Linked DNA regions of Zea mays: regions 2 and 3 are each linked to region 1. The links are chromatin contacts, called in public Hi-C maps. All regions are on one chromosome and are shown on one strand. Each heading gives the region's core, a stretch centred on a gene start, on an enhancer-like site or on the middle of the called end of the contact. The rest is flanking DNA. Distances are from core to core; before and after follow the strand shown.

Evidence for each region. A called contact is a pair of places that touch in the nucleus more often than the background predicts.
Region 2: a contact with region 1 is called in a Hi-C map of bundle sheath, with 10 times the contacts expected there. The contact joins the promoter of LOC100383954 here to the promoter of LOC100274509 in region 1. A contact is called at or near these places in 18 of 25 Hi-C or Micro-C datasets (bundle sheath, ear, endosperm and 5 more) and 2 of 3 datasets of contacts at active chromatin or transcription factors (leaf and seedling).
Region 3: a contact with region 1 is called in a Hi-C map of tassel, with 4 times the contacts expected there. The contact joins the promoter of LOC100383871 here to the promoter of LOC100274509 in region 1. A contact is called at or near these places in 9 of 25 Hi-C or Micro-C datasets (bundle sheath, ear, endosperm and 3 more) and 1 of 3 datasets of contacts at active chromatin or transcription factors (seedling).

The regions. Positions count from the first base shown.
Region 1 is chr5:84,193,162-84,195,945 of Zm-B73-REFERENCE-NAM-5.0, forward strand. LOC100274509 reads left to right here and starts at 1,381. Exons shown (of 3, transcript NM_001148867.1): 1 at 1,381-1,916; 2 at 1,999-2,160; 3 at 2,266-2,784. The coding sequence starts at 1,416. The coding sequence ends at 2,631.
Region 2 is chr5:84,382,132-84,384,915 of Zm-B73-REFERENCE-NAM-5.0, forward strand. LOC100383954 (putative CBL-interacting protein kinase family protein) reads right to left here and starts at 1,353. Exons shown (of 2, transcript NM_001176571.1): 1 at 1,166-1,353; 2 at 1-659. The coding sequence starts at 388. It overlaps LOC103626647 (formin-like protein 10), which reads left to right and starts at 1,630. Exons shown (of 7, transcript XM_008647046.3): 1 at 1,630-1,928; 2 at 2,238-2,747. The coding sequence starts at 2,592.
Region 3 is chr5:84,049,073-84,051,856 of Zm-B73-REFERENCE-NAM-5.0, forward strand. It overlaps LOC100383871, which reads right to left and starts at 1,367. Exons shown (of 22, transcript NM_001362219.1): 1 at 1,193-1,367; 2 at 562-1,095; 3 at 384-464; 4 at 186-288. The coding sequence starts at 1,324.

The DNA of each region.
Region 1 (2,784 bases), core at 131-2,630:
TATTTCGACTGACGTGGCTTCACAAGCGATCACTTTTGCGCCGCGTTTGTATATAAGAAATATGTGTTTACTATCGCGTCGTTCCCAATTCCGATTAAGCGGTCTAGCTATCTTCATTCCTTTATCTCTAACTACATCGCGGTGTGATATCCTCGACGACAAAATCGATTCCTAATTTCCTATAAATTTTCTACACAAATTGCATGAAATCTTCTGCGCTCCAAAAAGGCCCTCAATCATCTTCGACGACTGTTTTGGCCGTCCTTTTTTCTCTACACAAGTTACGCCGTTACGCGTAAGTCATAAAGAGCTACCAAAGGCATTACAGACACAGTAAATTTCAGCCAAAAAACAAACAGGAGCACTATAGAAGGGAAGGAGTATTTCTTGCCACCGCAGAAGTAGCAGGTATTTGATTCGTTGCCTAAAACTAGCAGCATTTTATTATTTGCTTTGTTCGGTCAGAGGAAGAGCGAAAAAGTGGAGGGGGTTGAGAAATGAGGAGGGTGGTGTGGGCTCTTGTGGTGTGCGTGAAAACGTCGCAGCCGGCGACCCGGCGAAAAGCAACGTCGCAGCCCACCACAAGGCGCAGGGCAAACGCAACGCAAAGGGGTCCGTCCGACGCGAGCGGCCGGAGGAGCGCGAGCCGGGTGACCCGCGCAGCGCACCACCCACCAACAGCCAGCCACAACGCAACACGGCACGCACGGCGCAGGGAGACAGACAGAGAGAGCGGGGTGGGGGGAAACCCGAAGCGAGGCACAAGAAGAGGCCACCGCAGCGGGCGGGCGGCCAGGCGGCGAGCGAGACACCTCCACACGTCTCTCCCCCTTCCGTTTCCTCCCGTCCCTGCTCACACCTCTGTAGCTGCGCCCGACCGAACCCCTCCTACCCCGGAATCCTCCCCCCGATGCGGCGCCGATAAGGGGGCGAGACCGGCGGAAGAGCGGGGAATGGCGGGGCGCGGCGAGAAGCGGCGCCGGACAGGAGGGGCCCACGAGGAGCCCGAGGAGGAGGACCGCATCTCGGACCTTCCCGACGTGCTGCGCCTGCAGATTCTGAGCCTGCTGCCGCTCAAATCGGCCATCCGCACCGGCGCGCTCTCCTCGCGCTGGCGCCGCCTCTGGGCGTACCGCTGGCCGGAGCCGTCCTCGGTGAGCATCCGCCTCCCGCCGGGCGGCGGCGCCGCCGCCGCCGCGGCGACCGCGGCCGCGCTCGCGGTGATCGACCGCCGCGGGCGGCGCCGCGTCGACGGCTTCTCGCTCGCCTTCCACGGCGGGCAGCTCGCGCAGGCGGACCTCAAGCGCTGCGTCGACTACGCGGCGGCGTGCGAGGCCGAGGACCTGCACCTCCGCGTAGACGGCGGCGCGGGCGCCGGCGGCCGCGGCTCGCGCGGCGGCACGCGCCGCCCGGGCATGCTCACCCTGCAGTTCCCCATGGGGTCCCCGCTGCTCGTGCGCCTGTCGGTGCGCGGGCTCAACCTCACGGCCGTCAACAACGCCATGGTCGCCACGCTCGAGGTCGTCCACCTCCACTCCGTCTTCCTCACCGACGCCGCGCTGCGCCGGATGGTCGCCGCCTGTCCCCGCCTCCGGGACCTTGACCTCCGCTACTGCCGCCGCCTGCGCCGCGTCGACTTCACCAACGTCGGCGTGCCCAACCTCAGGAGCTTCACCGTCGTCGACTGCTCCCGTACCACCGAGCTGCGGGTCCCCGTGGCTCCCCGCCTCCGGTCCTTCCGCTTCAGCGGCGCCTTCCTCTCCAGCAACATCCTATCCGGCGCCAAGGCCTCTCTCGAGCATCTCTACCTCTGCTCCGGCGGGCCAGAGACCGGCCTTCCAGTCACCAACTTGCCCTACGCAGTTCCTCGCCTGTCGAACCTCACTGTCCTCACCCTCTGCAGCATTGCTCTCCAGGTTTTTGCTCAGGCGTTTGCGCCATTTCCTTCCGGCCCATTTCACCGCCTCTACGCTTATACTTGTTCGCCTTGCCTTGCAGTATGTTTCTTCTTTCACAGCCAAGGATGTAATGGAGAGCAACCTACATGGCTTGAGGGAGCTTCATTTGCTCATGTTCGGGATGGCCAACTCCAACCTTGCTGACATCTATAGCTTCCTCAAGACCTGCCCGTGTCCTCAGTTAGAGCGCCTCTTTGTGCAGGTCTCTGTTTTTCTTCTTCTTATCTTCTTGAAAAACTGCATTCGATTGCTTTGTTTGTTTATGGGTATCTGATCTGTTTCTCAACATGCTCCACTGAACATGCAGCTCCCGACAAACACCGGTGATGCATTCACGGAGAACTTCTTGAAGGTGGAGGAGGAGGACCCGCCAAAAGGTGGATTAGAAAACCTTCGCTTAGCCAAGCTGACAAATTTCAAGGGGCACCGTAATGAGATGCAGCTAGTAGCATTTCTGCTTAGACAGTCTAGTAGTCTGAAGAAACTATTTCTGATTGCTCCCAAGGAGGATCACCCTCAAGGACTGCGCAAGGTTCATTCAGATATGCTGCCTGATTTTCTTAAAAAAGAAATATCGCATCTGGAAAGAGCTTCAGCAAATACCCAGATATTTTTCGGCGAGCCTGATGCTCAGACCCACCCGTTGCATTCGGAGGTCTTTGTCAGGTTTTAGCTTGAAATGAGCAAAAGCTGTTGTAGCCCAATTCCTGCTCATATAGATTTAGATTTCTCGTTGTTAGATAACGGACATGGGGAAAAAAGTATCTGCAAGGCATACAGAGTTTGATATATGTTTCCTCTTTTGCAATTCATATTACTAAAGAAG
Region 2 (2,784 bases), core at 103-2,602, 190 kb after region 1:
CGCCTCGGCTGTGGCAGTAGTCCACGGCATTAACCAGCTGGTGGAAATACCTCCTCGCGGCATCCTCGCTGAGCTTCGCCTTTGATACTTTGTTGAACAGCTCGCCGCCTTTAGCGTACTCCAATACGAAGTAGATCTTGCTCTTGCTAGCCATTACCTCGAAGAGCTGCAGGACATTCGGATGCTTCACCAGCCTCATTATAGAGATCTCCCTCTTTATCTGCACTATTAGCCCAACCCTCGTGATCTTGTCCTTATCGATCATCTTTATCGCAACGGACTGCCCGTCGGTCAGGTTCCGAGCAAAGTATACCTTGGCGAAGTTTCCTTGGCCTAACTGCCTCCCGATTTCGTAACGGTCCATCAAAATAGTCCTCCTCTCGTCCATTATGTAGATCTCTATATACAGTGATAGAGGAACAGATATGGCTTTTTACAATCTCCAGCTTACAGACTAGGGTAACTATGAGCACCAAGGCCGCGGCTTACGAGATAGAAAAATCCTTGGCTCCCCCCTCTTCTGTGGCCCAAAACACAGGAGAAAATGCTGTACCAGTATGCAGCCTATGAGAACTTGATAGGATCACTTAGGACAAACCACAAAGCTTCCAGTGTTTGCTCTTCCAAGTCAAATGTTCTTTTGCCAGGCAAGTGGAAAACTGCACGGAAAAGGGAATATCTAGTTAGGGCAAACATGTAATGGAATTGGAATCAACAACTAGTAATAACTCAAATGGGGATCAATTGGGCAATTGGAGATCAGGGGTTGGTAGGTATCTCAGGAATCTGCAAAACAATACTGCAAAACTAATATCAGTTGGGCAATTGGAGCTCAAGTATAGTCTAAAATGGGGGGCGTACGCGTACCACGCAGCACCGCTAAATGCTTGGATATTAGTTTGCTCGAACAAGCACTTCAGCAGAAGCTAACCCCAAAATCCGAAACCAGAGCAAAATCTCACCAGCGATTACCACGGGAATCCTCCTACGGTCCTACCACCCGCTGAAGGCTAAATCACAAAGCATCCCGAATCCTAGTCCACCGCAAAAGTAAGCTGCGACCTCGGTGGTCCTAAACTAATCACAGAACAGTGCGATTACGCCCTTAAACAACCAGGCAGATCGACCCCCACCCATGCACACGCAACAAAGAGTAAATCGTCACCTGCTCAAGAACACGAGGAGAGACGACGGATCCCAGATGTCGCCAGCCCCAACACCAACCGGAGAAGCTCGATCTCGCGCAAAGGATCGAACCGGCCGCGGCGCGGCAACTCCCTCCCTTCCGACCCTTGGGCGGAGCCGTCCTTTTTTTTTCTCTCTCTCTCTCTCTCTCTCCTTCCTTTCGTTCGGTTCGGCTTCTGTTGCAGCATCTCCTCTCCGCGTCTTCTCCTCTTCACAGCTTCCACATGCCGAGATGCCGCGAGATGCGTCTGATGCCTGCTGCCCAGTCCAGGTTAGCACGCGCACGGCAGCTCAGCCCAGCTCTCGCTCGCGGCTGACCGGCCGTGGACAGCCAGAGCGGCCATGTCACTGGGCCCCACTTGCCTAATTTCTCCAAGGGCCCGATGGGCCAACGGCCCACGCCGCTCGTTCTTTTCCCTCTTTGTTTTGTCCCTCCTTTTTTCTTGTGCATCGTTTGCCTGGCGCCGTGGCGAGAAGGCGAGGGAATGGATGCGGCGGGCGGCTATCGCCGGTGGCGAGGGCGGCAGCAGGTCCAAGGAAGCCGGCCTCGCGCACGCGGGAGTTGCCACGCCTCGAGTAGAAGAAGGCCCCGGCGCGCTCGGGGCACGCCGGTATATTGCCACGCCGAGGCGCCGACCGCGGGGAGGCGTCAGACGTGTGGATGCCTGGCCGCCCGCCCGCCCACGCATCTCAACCGCCTCCCGACGCTTTCTCTTCCATGCGCGCGTCTTGGTCAGAGACAGGTGCGAGACACGCCTTCTTGGCTTTCCCGCTTGCAAGCTACTGCTACATTTTTATTTTCTCTTGGGGGAGCGGCCATGGCTTCCACGCCTCCACAGGAGTAAACGACCCAGCAACACGTCAAAGCTTTTTACAATGTTCGGCAACAACCGAAGCTAAGCCTAAGCTAGAGCTCGAATCATGACGCACAGAATACATTGATTCTAGATCTGTGCCGTCCAATGTTGTCCACAATACTGGAGATTCTGACCACAGCATATAAAAAAAGATATGTGTTCTTTATTATTCTTATTATTATTTCTTGGGTGCAGGCAGATGCAGGTGCGCGTGCCCAAGTCAACATTTCCTTCTACTTCTACCATTCGCCGACTCCTTGTGCCATCCGGCCTAACCTCTTGTGATGCTCAAAGTAAAAGCATCTGTGACCTTGATTTCAGCTCACTATTCTTTGTTGCTAATCAATGTGTTGGTGTTTGACTCTTCTACACACTTCACACTAGCAAACCCCAGGCCGTCTCTAAGGACAAATCTAGCTAGTCTGGTGCAGCCAAAAGGAATCTTCGTGTTCTACACTCCACAAAGACCACAAAAAGTGTCATCTTTTTCTTCCTTTTCTTGGTCGACGAAAGGAGGAGGAGGAATGAGCTCATAGGAGGCAACAAGTGATGAGGGGTTTAGGATTCGTGTTGCTGTTGGTGGCAGCTGCAGCATTGATCAGGCCATCAGAAGTAGTAGGGGCAGAGGAGGAGGACTGGGAGCTTTTCTTGTTGCAGTGGAGGCAGCATAATTCTCTTCCATCCCCACTTCTCAATGGGGATCTGGTAAGTCATCCAGACACTATTGTTTATAGCATCTGAG
Region 3 (2,784 bases), core at 117-2,616, 140 kb before region 1:
ATGAAAAATGAAAATCTTAACAAGAAACCAGGCTTTGGTAAATGAACTGAATGCTAATGTCCTAGTAGCAACAGTGGTTACAATGTCCCATTACCTTTTAGCTATTACAATTTGCCAAGACAGTGTACTCATGTAACTTAAAAATATGATGTGTGAGAACAATAAAGTACCATTGATTCCTTCACCTTCAGCAGATTGTTGAACAACACCGTCCTTCAACAACTTGTTGGCAGTATCTTCCTCCCACGCTATCTTGAAAAGATCATCAAACTGCACAGAGTACTTCTCCTGCAGAACAATGGGATAATCAAGGCTACAACTCTACAATGGCAAAGTAAGCACAGATGTGGATTGTTCAAATGCAAAATATGTGTTCTGATTACCATTGTGTCATTCGATGATGATGCAGGTTGCTCCTCTACAAGTTCTCCATCCCGGAAACACTTCCAGTGGCTTTCATACCCCTACAAGAAAAGTAGCCGCTGCACAGTTTGGCACATCCACATGACCACATCGGTGATTGTGGTTATATAGTGGAAGAGACACAAGTAAGGGTCAAACCTTCAACTGGCCCAGCTCCAATCCCTTACGGAACCCTGGAGGCGCAACCTGCGCCGGGCCACCGCTCATGAGCTCACGCACCCAATCACCAGTCCTTGCACCCTCTGGGAACGCCTTTTCCAGCGCAGCCGCCTCAGCGGCGTCATCCTGCAGACCGCCTGGACGAAAAGGTCTGTTGTTGATGCTCCCCCTGACGAAGTCCTTCGCCGGACCAGGCATCCGGGGCGCTATCCCCCCGGTCCCCGAATCGAACACGTCGACCATCTCCATTTGCACGGACTCAGGGTCCCACACTCGCGACTCTGCCGCGGATTGCAACTTCTCCTGCCCGCGCCGGAAAGGCGGCACCCAGACGGGCGCGAGCATGGTGCGGGGGGCGGAGGGCTCCAGCGGCGGCCTGGCCAGGGCAAACCAGTCGACATCCCACACCCTCCCGCTATCGGCCGCGGTGGGGAGGTGCAGCTCGGGGTCGAGGTAGTTCCTCTCGAGGTACTCCTTCACGCTGCTCGGGCTCTCGGCCGGGTATGCCGGCGGCTGTGGTCGTCATTGCCACAACGGTGGGTTTAGGGTTTTAAAGGTTGCATCGAACGCCAGGAGTGATTTAGGGCGGAAGCGGGGAACGCAAGCGTACCAGGACGAAGTCCGGAATGGGGCTGGGCGTGTGCGGGGTAGGGTCGAGGCGGAGGTGGCCGCTGTGGCCGGAGAAGCTGATGCGGAACGGCACCTCGCTTGCCGGCGAGGTGGCAGGGCCGTCCATGGACATGGAGACCCCCGAGGTGAGCCGTCACCGTACCGTTTCGTCGGAACTGGTTCGGCCTTCGGAGTTCAGAGGGATGGAGGATGGCAATGACTGTTGCACAACCAGCACTTGAGATGGAAGCGACCAAACGAGTGATCTAAACGCAGATATAAACTATGGTTTATTATGGTATATACTATCTCATCTAAGTACTTATTCAGTTACGTCGATCAAAGGTGCTCCTCCAATCCTCTTCGATCTAACAAGAGCAATCATAACCCTCCGCGTCATTCAGTTTTTATAGTATTAATTCAGCTGCCACATAGTGATAAACAACTAAATGAAGAAAGAGTAAAAAACTGGATCTTACATAAGACTTAATTTCAACACGATATCTAAGACACAATAAGAGAAGAGGTGTATTAATTTCAGTTCAATAATATTGATATTTACATTGAAGAGGAGTAGTAGTTTTTAGATGACGTGAAGGCTATAAAAAATTATAAGTATCTTGGGTTGGGACTGCTCTAAGGGGTTAAGTAAAAAAGAGACAGATTCTTCGCGTCTTTTCACGATTTTATATGTTTATTGTCTCTTAACTATATTTACGATCTAGAAGATTAGATTATATCATACAATTTATTAGTTGTCTTTTGTATTATATAATTATCCTAGGGTCTTTAGTTTGTACATGCCTTTAGGAGCTTTTTAAAATCTACGTGATGAAAGATTTAAAGTATTAAATATAATATATTGTTGAATGATAATCTAACCGACAAGAATGCACGTTTATCAGAGAAAATTTTAGCGTGAAAGAGCATGTTGAGGGAGGGTCGGTTAAGAGGTCTTTAGAGAGCTAAGTAAAAAAATAAGAGACGGACTACACAACTATATATATGTTGAGAATTTGTTCTCAAATGCTATGAATTAAGAATAAGCCAACACAAAATGTTAAATGTTAATATCCTTCGTCCTACGAAGCATTATTTCCTTTAGGATATAATGATCTTCAGACGAAGGTCATGAAGGACATACCTTCATGATAGCAATATATGTTAATAAGAGAAAAAGCATACGAAATATAAGAAACAACGTAAACAATCATGTAACATTATTAATTCATTCTCATTATATTATCATAGAAAGACAAACAATATTGAATTACAAATGTACCTTTGGTTTGATAGAAGGTAAAAGTATAAGCGTGACGCACAAGTGAATACAAGTCAGCGTGAACAGTACGGGGGTACTGTTCATCTATTTATAGGCACAGTACGCGGCCTGTGAGAAATTACATTCATGCCCTTTATATTTACTATTGACTCATAGGCAAATCTATGAGGACTAGATAGCCTCTTTCCCTTTAAGTCGGTTCCTTTTTCCGTTATTTAGCCAAAGCTCTCTTGCGCGTAGCTTCGGAGCAACTCCAACCTTCGTCACGATTATGCTTTTCACATCGTATGTGCTTTTAACCCGAGTCCGAA